3 separate regions of the Sus scrofa genome follow, and regions 2 and 3 are each linked to region 1. Evidence: chromatin contacts called from public HiChIP or PLAC-seq and promoter capture Hi-C data. All regions are on one chromosome and are shown on one strand. The core of a region is the stretch at or near the end of the contact, and the rest is flanking DNA. Distances in the headings are between cores, read along the strand shown. Region 1 holds the start of CNIH4 (protein cornichon homolog 4). Region 2 holds the start of LOC100627222 (zinc finger protein 705A). Region 3 holds the start of KMO (kynurenine 3-monooxygenase).

Region 1 (3,690 bases), core at 32-2,531:
CAACACACAAAGTTCCTGTGAGCAGCTGGGATCTTTGTACTGTCTGAAACACTCTGCCCACAAACTCTTACATAGCTATTGTTCAGATTTCAACTTAAATGTCAGTTCCTCAGCTTGGCCTTCTCTGATCAGTCAGTCTCCAATCTGAGAAGACTTCCCCATCTTCAAATACTATAACTGCCTGTCACAGATATTTATGGATGGATGTATGTATGATCGCATGTGTGTATGTGTCTGTCTCCCCCACTGTAAAATAACTACAGGAATGTAGGGATTTTTTTTTTCTTTTTTACTCATTCTTTATCTCTAAGTTCCAGTACCTGGCATATACTAGCTGCTCAGAAAATACTGGTTGAATAAATATATGACTTTGATATATTGTTCATAGAGCTTATAACCCTGTGAAATGATCTTTTCTCCATATTTAGTTGCTAATTTATTACCTAATCCTCCCACCTACCCACCGGATAAGAGCAGCATTTTCTCTGCCTTACTCATCTCTGTATCTCTGGAGTTTAGAGCAGTTCTTGGACTATAATAGGGGTGGAGTCGGTAAATAAGTGTTAAGTGAATAGATGACAACACATTCAGTTTTTAAAGAAGCTAAATTCTAGAGTGGAAACATTGTCGTAACAGAGAATAAGCAAGAGATTGTGAAATCTCCAGAGAAACTGGATCAGAAAGGACAAGTCTCAACTGCCAAGCCAAGAGTGTTGAAGTTAGATGTGAAATTTGAGATTAAAAAAACCTCTTACCATTCCCAAGTCAGGGGATCCCCCAGGTCTAGAGTGTAGTCTAAAGAAAATTTAGGGAGTTCCTGTTGCGGCTCAGCAGAAACCAACCCGACTGGTATCCTGAGCATGCTGGTTCCATCCCTGCCTGGCTCAGTGGGTTAAGGATCCTGCGTTTCGAGAGCTGCAGTGTAAGTCCCAGACTGAGCTTGGATCTGGCCTCGCTGTGACTGTGGTGTAGGCCACAGCAGCACTCCAATTGACCCCTAGCCAGGGAACTTCCATACTCTGTGGGTGCAGCCCTAAAAAGACAAAAAGAAAACTTAGCGCATACCAGAGAAATTATACGGGGCATCCAGAAGATTACAAGCGTTCAGAAAATACTCCTTAATCAGATTTAGGATAGAAAGCCCACCCACTTCTTTGATAGGTATTCAAACTTCAGAACTACATTTCCCAGCATGCATCAGAATTATGGCTGTAGTTTTTTTTAAAGGACTACAACTCCCGGCATGCCGCACCCCGGGGAGGTGAACTACTCGCCCCGACAGGCCGGAGCAAGGGCCTATCAGGGGCGGGGCGGGGCGAGGCCCGGCTGCTTCTGGGCCCCAGAGCGGGTTTGACGGAAGGAGAGGCGCGGCAACGGCGGCGGCCGAGAAGGAGGAGGAGGATGGAGGCGGTGGTGTTCGTTTTCTCGCTCCTCGACTGTTGCGCGCTCATCTTCCTCTCGGTGTACTTCGTATCCTTGCCTAAGGCAGGCGGAGGCCGGCATAGGGCCCTCCGCCCAAGGGGCGGGCTGGGGTTGGGTCCGGATGGGGGACAGGGCAGGTGCGTGGTAGTGCAAGAGGCGGCCGCGCGGTACCCCCGGCGCTGGCTCGGCCCGCGGTGACCGATGTGGTGAGCCTGGGCGGGAGGAGGGCCTCGGCTGCTGTGCTTGGGCCGCTGGCCGCCCCTCCCCCGGGGGTCTGAGCAGGCCTTCCTCTTGAAGCGCCCGGCCTGGCCTGCCCGCCTCTGCTCGTCCCCAAGACGCCGGGACGCGCTGTGCCCAGCCTGGGGGCCTGGCACTTGGCCTGGGTTTGCTGCTCTCAGGGGAGAGGGGTCGCGGTTTTCCTCCTTTTTTGGCGCTCGAGAGTTAAAAGGGTCGCGGATTTTCTTGCAGTTCCCCTGGGCCAGGCCCTTCGAGGGATTCCCGGGGTCCCGAGAGCGGCGGCCCACGACCTACATCCCGGGGCGGTCGCTCGTGAACAGTCTCGCGCTGAGCCCGGTGGAGGCTATTTGCCGCCTCTTGTCATTCTCGGGGCGACACCCCGCGCTGTCCGCCCCTTTGTTCTCTCGGGTATTGAAACTTGTAGGGGCCTTTCACGTCCAGGAGTTGACTCATTCATTTCAAAAACGAGTGAAAATGTTTTCTTCACGACGCCGTTTCGTAGGCAGTTGTTGGGAAGGGCTTGTTGTAAGAACCACCTGCAGGTGATTTTTTTGGATACCCCTGTCGGTTGCACATCTGTGAATTGAGTAACTATACGCGAGATTTAGTTCTCAGTCATTTCTCAACTTTTATTCTTTTCCGTATCGGTACATGTTTGAAACTTCCGTATTTTGTATAGCTGTTCACGCTACAGTATTCAGACTGTATTTTCCAGGGCAGTAAATAGTCGTTGAAGTTAGCACTCTGGAAGATGTGGAGACTAAACTCTTCCCTATTCTTGAGGGAGCATCTAGGCTTCGTTGTCGCCCAGTGATATAATGCACAATCCAAGTGTAAGCTAGAAAAAAAAAATGAGATAATCTGCTTTTAATTTTTTTCCCTTGTAAATTGCAAGGGACCCTTTCTGACAGAATTAAACTTTTTGTTTGCCAGAGCATTTTGGCTTTAGGTTGATGGTACAGAGTATGTTTTCAGTGTGGCTTCATGCTTTGTTATGGATAGGCAACCTGTCCAAGTGGGAAGGACAGAATTCGGAATCGGGGCTCCTTAGTTATTTGCTATGCACAATACTTCACCTCTCTAAGCCTCAGTTTTCTCTTTATTTTTGTCTGTTTTTTTAAGCCGCAGTTTCTTTCTTTCTTTCTTTTTTTTTTTTAACTTTTTAGGGCTGAACCCTCAGGTTCCCAGGCTAGGAGTCTGATGGGAGCTGTAGCTGCAGGTGTACACCACAGCCTCAGCAATGCAAGATCTGAGCTGAATCTGCAGCCTATACCACAGCTCACGGCAATGCTGGATCCTTAACCTACTGAGTGAGGCCAGGGATCCAACCCAAATCCTCATGGATACTAGTTGGATTTGTTTCCACTGAGCCACAATGGGAACTCCTAAGCCTCAGTTTTCTTATCTTTAAAATGGGGAGAGGAGTCTTTGGTAGCTGTTTGGGTTAGAATCCACTGTTGTCACTGCTGTGGCTTGGGTCACTGCTGTGGTGCAGGTTCAGTCCTGGCCTGGGAACTTCTGCATGCCATGGGCGTAACAAAAAAATAAAATGGGAGGAATGTTTACTTCTCAGATGTATGTGTGCACAATGAGAGCGTGTTAAGCACCTAGCAGCCCAAAACCTGCCCCATGACTGATGTTTAGTAAATACTGCTCTGCCTTCTTCCTCCCTCACCCCTACTGAGCAGCAGTTTTTACTTTAACTGACGATTTGTAATGAGGAGAACTGCATTTTTGGGGCTTGGCAAACAGACTGAAAGGGCAGCATTGTTTAGAACATTTTGATGACCTAACTCCCTTTTGTGGCATAAGGAACCGAGCTTAAATTTGGAGAAATGAAACTTAGATTTCTCTTACTGCAGTTTGGAAAACTAGGCTCGATAATTTAAAAAGCCTTGGTTTATACCAATTTATGTACATAGACACAGGTGGAATATTAGACTCAGACGTTAAGTTACATTTAGGGTGTGTTTTGATGAACACATTACTGTATTTTGGAATAGTTGCACTAGCTTAATATTAGAGCCAAGA
Region 2 (3,413 bases), core at 48-2,547, 160 kb before region 1:
TTTGACACGATACATTTAAAAAGGACAGAGTTCCCATTGTGGCTCAGCAGAAACAAATCTGACAAACAAATCCATGAGGACACAGGTTCAATCCCTGGCCTCGCTCAGTGGGTTAAGGATGTTGCCTTGATCTGTGGCGTAGGTCGCAGACACGGATGGGGTCTGGGGTTGCTGTGGCTGTGGTGTAGGCCAGCCGCTACAGCTCCGATGTGACCCTGGGAACCTCCATATGCCCGGGTGCGGCCCTACAACAACAACAATGACAACAACCAAAAAGGAAAGTAACTGGGAAACTAAAAAAAAAAAATCTAATGACTTTGGAATCTACCTTTCTATTTTCCCCTACTGCTTCTGTTGGTGAAAATCCCCTCATCCAGTCTGTCCTTTGCCATCTCCCTGTTGGTCTCCTTTTGGTTTATTTTCACGAACCCTACTGCATCTTGCCCAGGTCAATTTCTTTGCACCTGTACGCTGTCCTTCCAATTCCATTGCACCCACCTTCCTCCCACCTCTACCTAACTTGCTGAGACGCCACCGATCCAGCGGCACCAAAGCAGGACCTCCTACTTTACAAGTCCTCACGCTCCCTTACTCGCGGTCTCCCCGGCTCTCGCTCGTTATCCCTTCCTCCACGTCCCTGCCCACTCTACATTCGCAGGGATGGAACAAAGAGCACACTTTCCCGTGAGCTACCGGGAATGTGAACACACTCCTGGCACCGCCAGCAGAGAGGGCTTGGGACGGAAGCACACGGCGCGTCACTGTCAGGACTGAAACCTCACCTCCAGCCCAGGGCTCAAGGACCTTTCTGAGGCGGTGACCGGGAAGGGGAGCGAGAGGCAGGTCCCGGCCGAAGGAGGCCCAGGATGGACAGGGGAGGGCGCGGCGTTCCGGGGCTGCCCTGAGGGGCCGAGAGGGGCGATGCGGGGCGCGGAGGGCGAGAGTCCACGTCGCGAGTCGGGGCGCGGGGAGACGGGGAAGAGAAGGAAGGCAGAAAGGCCCGGACGGGGTCGGCCTCGGGGCGATTTTGACTGGCGGTGGATGCGGACTCAGACCCTTCGGCGGAGCGCCCGACATCCCGATCTCAGGGCGACCCTGAGATCGCAGGTGCGAGGGGCCAGAGCGGGATCTGTGACGTCCGCAGGGACCCCCAGACCGTGGGTGTGGAGGAGCGGGTGGGGATGGGCCCATGGACCGCGGATCTGAAACTCACCAGAGAGGACCTCCACTCCCGAAAACCGCTTCCGGGTCGGCAGGAAGTTACGCATAAAGCGGGGCGGGGCCTTAGGAGGTCACGGGGCGCGTGGGGCGGGCCTGGAGGGGGCGGGTATTCTGGGCAAGGCCCGGGCCTGCCCCGCCCCGTCCCCGCCGCCCGAGGTCGGCCCCTCCTTCCGCGCGACACACCTCCAGTCTCTCAGGTTGGGGGCGTTTGGATTCTGAGGAAGTCGCGGGACCCCGTCCGCATCCTCCGCGCTGCGAGTTAAGTGTTTCGGACAACTCAAGGTACGAACTTGGAGTTGCCAGGCCTTTGGTTGTAAATGCTGAGATGTTTCCCTGTTAACATTTTGAAAATTGTTGAGGTCGAAATCCCTTCTCGCGTCTGGAGACTCTAGTCCCGCTCGGGGAGGGGGACCTTGGTGGAACCAGATGGGCCTTGGAGGGAGCCCGAACAGCGTCTGTGGTTGCTGCCCTTGGAGTGGGTTATTTGATTTAGCGAGGACTGGAATTGCTTGTGCTGGTGATGGAAAAAACGTGAAAGGCAAAAACCCTGCCTCGAACCTTTCTGTTCAAAGACACAGCCCAGGGCTCAGGATCTGGGTCTTCAGGGGGACAAGCGTGGATGGCATCCCATAAATTTCTAAATACATTGTATTTTCACGTTTTCCTTTTCTATATTTTGACAGCTGTCCTAATGTTAAAGAAAATCTTCAATGACACTTGTTAAGCCGATGAAATAAAATTTATATTTTAAGGTGGGACAAGAAAAAATTAAACATAAAATTCTGTTTGGGCCTCCTCCCTACTTCATGTGCAGTGTGCATCTGCATAGCACATTAGCCAGAGCTCCTCAAAGATGGGAGTGCCTGTGCATTTTTTTCTGTAATGATTTTTTTTTTTTCCTTCTTCTGATGCTAGCAATCAGAATCATCAGGTTCAGTAACTTTTTTCCCCAATGCTTTTTAAGTTTTTATTGATCTTTCTGGTAAATCGCTAACTGCTAACTTCTTAAAAAATAGTGTTCTTTCACAGCTCTGTAGGGGGTCATGGTGACTTTCTACTTGCTTTGTACTTACTATGTATCCTTGGTGAAACTTCGTAAATATCATTATCTCTCTCTCTCTCTCTCTTTTTTCTTTTTATGGCTGCACCTGCAGCATATGGAAGTTCCTGGGCTTGGGATTGAGTCAGAGCTGCAGCTGCAGACCTACACCACAGCCATGGTAACACTGGATCCAAGCCCCATCTGCCACCTACACCTCAGTTTGCAGCAATGCCAGATCCTTAACCCACTACAGGAGGCCAGGGATTGAATCGCATCCTCATGGACACTACTTAGGGTTCTTAACCCGATGAGCTGCAACGGGAACTCCATTATCTCATTTTGACGTACCATCTTTTGTCTCAAAAACGTATATGGACTGTGCCTTTGACCTCCAACAGGCAGAACAGTCCTCAGAGGTTTCTGAGAATCTGTTTCCTCAGATTATAATCCTCAGTTTTGCTTGAATAAAATTCCCTTTTTTTCTTCTTAATTAAATTTCCACCAAGTCTTCTCGTTAACTTGGTAGTTAATTGCATTTTCCTCAACAGTGCACGGTAGGGAAGATGTTATTCTTGGGGGCCGGCTAACTCCACGATGGGTACAGGAACGACTGCAATGGGTTTTGTCCTGGGGGAGAGAGATCTGAATACAGGTTGGAAATGGAAATTTGTAGTCAAGGAGCAGGATGCCAGGGTAGGGGCAGTCAGTGGATAGAAACACGGGGTAAGGGGGATTTGGCTAAACTGACCACAGCACTGACCTCTGGGGGGGCTACATAAGCACACTCAGAGTAGAGCACTCCTACCCAGACAAGCCCACCTCAGCTCCAGACCCCAGACCTCCAAGCACTGACATTTAGATGCAGATACAGAGCTTCCCCAGCTTCCTGGAGGAAGGTGTCCTGACTCTGGGGACGGACAGGCAGAGGAGGGAGGGATCCTGGTCCTCTGAGAGGGAGGCCGCTCTCGAGGGCCAGGCAGGAGCTGGCGGGACTGGATGTCTGGGGCAGGTGGCCTTCTCATTAATGTGTGGGGTCACCTGGGGGCAGATGCATGGTGGCCTAGGGGATGTCCTCTCTCTGCTCCTAGGAAGGCAGCTGGCCATGGGCTCCCTGCCAGGTTGGGGTGAATGTGGAGGGGTCTGAAGATGA
Region 3 (3,687 bases), core at 676-3,175, 250 kb before region 1:
ACACACTGAGCGAGGCCAAGGTTCAAACCCGCAACCCCATGGGTCCCAGTCGGATTCGTTAATCACTGCGCCATGACGGGAACTCTTTTTTTTAAGTTGAAGTATAATTCATTTACAATGTATTGTTAGTTTGTGGGATACAGTACTGTGGTTCAGTTATAATATATATAATTCAGTTACATAATCAACAATAATGAAAAAGAATGTCATATTTATGTATATAAACAATAATTGTGTATATATATTTAATGTTACATATATTTTACATATATAAATATATTAAAATATCAGAGAATATTGAATGTAATTCCTTGTGCTATACAGTGGATCCTTGTTGTTTACATAATGTTGGTCATAGCAGCAACATTATTCAAAATAGTAAAAAACTGGAGGAGTTCCCGCTGTGGCAGAGGGGCTTGGCAGCATCTCTGTAGCAGCAGGACCAAGGCTTGATCCCTGGCCTGGCACAGTGGCTTAAAGGATCCAGCATTGCTGCAGCTGCGGCCTAGGTCACAACTGCGGCTGGGAACTGATCTTTGGCCTGGGAACTCCATATTCTGCAGGTGCAGCTAAAAAAGAAAAAGAAGAAGGAAACATAGAAATGTCCATCAGCAGAGGAGTGGATCAATGGAAATGAGTGAACTAGAACTCCCTGCAATAATACAGATGGATCTTAAGAAGCATAATATTGAGAAATAGAAGCAAAGTGAAAAAAAAAAAAAAACCAGCATGAATTCATTTATAATAAAAAGAGTCAAAGAGAGAGTTCCCGTTGTGGCTCAGCAGTAACAAATCCGACTGGTACCCATGAGGATGCAGTTTTGATCCCTGGCCTCAGTCAGTGGGTTAAGGATCCAGTGTTGCTGTGAGCTGTGGTGTAGTTGAAAATGAGGCTGAGACCTGGCGTCACCATGGCTGTGGTGTAGGCTGGCAGCTGCAGCTCTGATTCAACCCCTAGCCTGGTAACTTCGTTATGCTCTGAGTGTGGCCCTAAAAAGCAAAAAAATAAAAAATAAAAAAAAAAAAACCACCTAATAAGCATGTTTTCCACCAGCTCTAACCATACTTACTCACAAGGGGGCACTATTGAGTGACATCTAGCCTAACTTTATTTCCTCACCAGGGAAAACCTTTCTCCCTACTCTCACCAGGAAGTGAAGAAGCTCCTTCATTTAGGTTCTCACTTTTATTTTGCATATCCTGTTCCATTAAAAAAGAAAACCCTGGATTCACAAATATGTGCAAAAAATTAAAAATATATATTTAAATTGGAATGAAAGAAGACAAAGACGTGGAGAGGTAATATGAAGCCATGAATGAATTTAAAAGAAGCATAATATTAACCATCTTCCCTAGTGTTAAGGCACAGATTAGATTTTAATGTTTCAGCATTTTGTGCCCACCCCCCCAAAAAAGGGAAGTGTTATCAGTTATACAATTCAAAATCTTGCTCAGGAGAATATTTTCCCGTGGTGAGTCTGTTAAAGGCAATCAGTGAGGACTGTTGAGGTGCAATTCCTAAATGGCCTTAATAACGAGAATCATCAACAGATCAAGTGTGAAAAGAAGTATAGCATCCTCTGGGTCATGAGATGAGGTCCTGGTTAGCCAAGGATGAAAATGAAAGTAAGAGTACATGGTATAGAAGAGGAAGAAAAAAGCTGTAAAACTGTACTTTAGAAACTCCTGTCTTACACATAAGACAGTGAGTTTTACTTGGCTGGATTTTTCAAGATTTGGTCATTGCAGTGAATGCCCTTTTTTTTCTCTAAAGCTGAGCTAACTGTCCTTTGGGCTACTCACGGGTTAAATTAAATTAGCCCTGCTCAAACACTGCTGCTGGCTCACAAGCGCAGGGCTTTGGGCAGATTAAAGACCTGGGAAATCAGTGTGCAGGAGGCAGTCTTCTTGGCAAGTGCTGCAACAATTATGAAAAACACCTCGGCGGTGATGGATTCATCTGACATTCAGAGGACAAGCATAGCTGTCATTGGTGGTGGCTTGGTAAGAATCGATTTGGATATATTATTCTTGTTAGTGGTACCCTCTTAATTATCGCTACTCTTTGTTTATCAGAGATCAACATATTTAATTTTTTTCCTTCCAGTTTTATTGAGCATTGTCAAAGTGTAATGTGTACCACATAATATTTGACTTACGTGTTCACAGTAAGTTTAGTGAGCATTCCTCATCTCGTATAGATAAAAAATAAAGAACAAAATATTTTTTTCTTGTAATGAGAACTCTCAGGATCGATTCTTTTAACAACTCTCATATGTAACATATAGCAGTGTTCATTTTATTTATCATGTGGATTACATGTAGATGGTGTTTATTTACATTATAACTGAAATTTGTATTTTTTGACCATACACATGGCCATTATTCTTGACTGTATTCTCTATGCTGCAGATTTCATCCTGTGACTCACTTATTTTGTAAGTGGAAGTTTGTACCTCTTAATCTTCCTCACTGTTTCACTTGTCTTAATGATTGTTATTAATCATTTGTAAGGATTGTTCATTCTCTTTTGGAATTTTTTTTTTTTTTTGTCTTTTTGCCTTTTCTAAGGCCACTACTGCGGCATATGCAGGTTCCCAGGCTAGGGGTCTAATTGGAGCTGTAGCCACCGGCCTATGCCAGAGCCACAGCCACGCGGGATCCGAGTTGTGCCTGTGACCTACTCCATAGCTCATGGCAATGCCGGGGATCAAACCTGAAACCTCATGGTTCCTGGTCGGATTCATTAACCACTGAACCACGAGAGGAACTCCTGGAACTTTTCTGATATTTAAATATGTGGTATTGGTTCAGTTTGCTTTTTTCTAGAAGAGCTATTTTATTTTCACTAAATACAAAGGTGTCTGTTTTCCCTTGGTTGGGGGGTATAGCATTTTTAAAGATAGAAAATAAAACAAATAAATTTGATTAATCCCCAAACTGGCTATGTTTTAAAAACAGATGTTATTGTAAATAGTCATTTTAACCAAAGCACTTGCCCTGCTTTGATTATTTGTTGGAGGCCAGCTCCGGCGGCCAGGGAGTGTACACTTTTTCCCAATAGGAGAGGCACATGGCATCGGCAAATGTAAGTACGGAGACAGCCTCTTTGTCCCTTCTTTCAGGGCACTGGACTGCTCAAATTTTAGGAGCATAAGTGGTTGATTATATAGACAGTTTTTTATTACAGATTACATCATAGTGTTAAAAGTACTTTGGTTAACTATTAGGCTTTGTTTTTGATCACATGGTGCAGTAGCAATACATTACATTCTCAAATCTTTAACAAAATTTAATGAGTACAATTCAAGGACAAACAGGTGCAGCATATCTTGTGGGAAAGAGGAGACTCAGCAAAAACCATTTTATGGCCAGCCAATTTCCACAAGCTGAAGAGGTTACAGACACAAAAATCTGGTATTTACAAATCTTGTTTTTAGACTAATGTACATCTTTAAGCGTTATGGCAGGAAGACAGTATAAGAAAATATAAATCAACTTTAATTAATTAGCTACCACTTAGAAGCTTCTAAAATCAAGGACAAAACTCACAGCTGGTTTTCTTTTGATCAAGAATCATATATGTCTAACTTCTACAAACCTCATTAAAATCCTAACTCTAAAGTTTATTGTAACTAGTTAGTAGATAAACACTATATATTAATTAAGTTGGATATGAATAGGGAA

What was found. Promoter capture Hi-C pulls out the DNA fragments that hold promoters and counts their contacts. HiChIP or PLAC-seq counts read pairs in DNA pulled down with a chosen protein or histone mark.
Region 2: a contact with region 1 is called in a promoter capture Hi-C map of fetal liver, with 2.3 times the contacts expected there. The contact joins the promoter of LOC100627222 here to the promoter of CNIH4 in region 1. A contact is called at or near these places in 2 of 5 promoter capture datasets (fetal liver and liver), 1 of 47 Hi-C or Micro-C datasets (skeletal muscle) and 1 of 2 datasets of contacts at active chromatin or transcription factors (alveolar macrophages).
Region 3: a contact with region 1 is called in an H3K27ac HiChIP or PLAC-seq map of alveolar macrophages. The contact joins the promoter of KMO here to the promoter of CNIH4 in region 1. A contact is called at or near these places in 1 of 47 Hi-C or Micro-C datasets (heart right ventricle) and 1 of 2 datasets of contacts at active chromatin or transcription factors (alveolar macrophages).

What each region holds. Positions count from the first base shown.
Region 1 is chr10:12,687,552-12,691,241 of Sscrofa11.1, forward strand. CNIH4 (protein cornichon homolog 4) reads left to right here and starts at 1,282. Exons shown (of 5, transcript XM_021064385.1): 1 at 1,282-1,470. The coding sequence starts at 1,402.
Region 2 is chr10:12,527,732-12,531,144 of Sscrofa11.1, forward strand. It overlaps LOC100627222 (zinc finger protein 705A), which reads right to left and starts at 1,298. Exons shown (of 8, transcript XM_013978242.2): 1 at 1,214-1,298. It also overlaps a transcript of DEGS1 not described here.
Region 3 is chr10:12,440,952-12,444,638 of Sscrofa11.1, forward strand. KMO (kynurenine 3-monooxygenase) reads left to right here and starts at 1,926. Exons shown (of 15, transcript NM_214076.1): 1 at 1,926-2,004. The coding sequence starts at 1,930. All of the region lies in intron 1 of LOC110255638 (a long non-coding RNA gene), which reads right to left.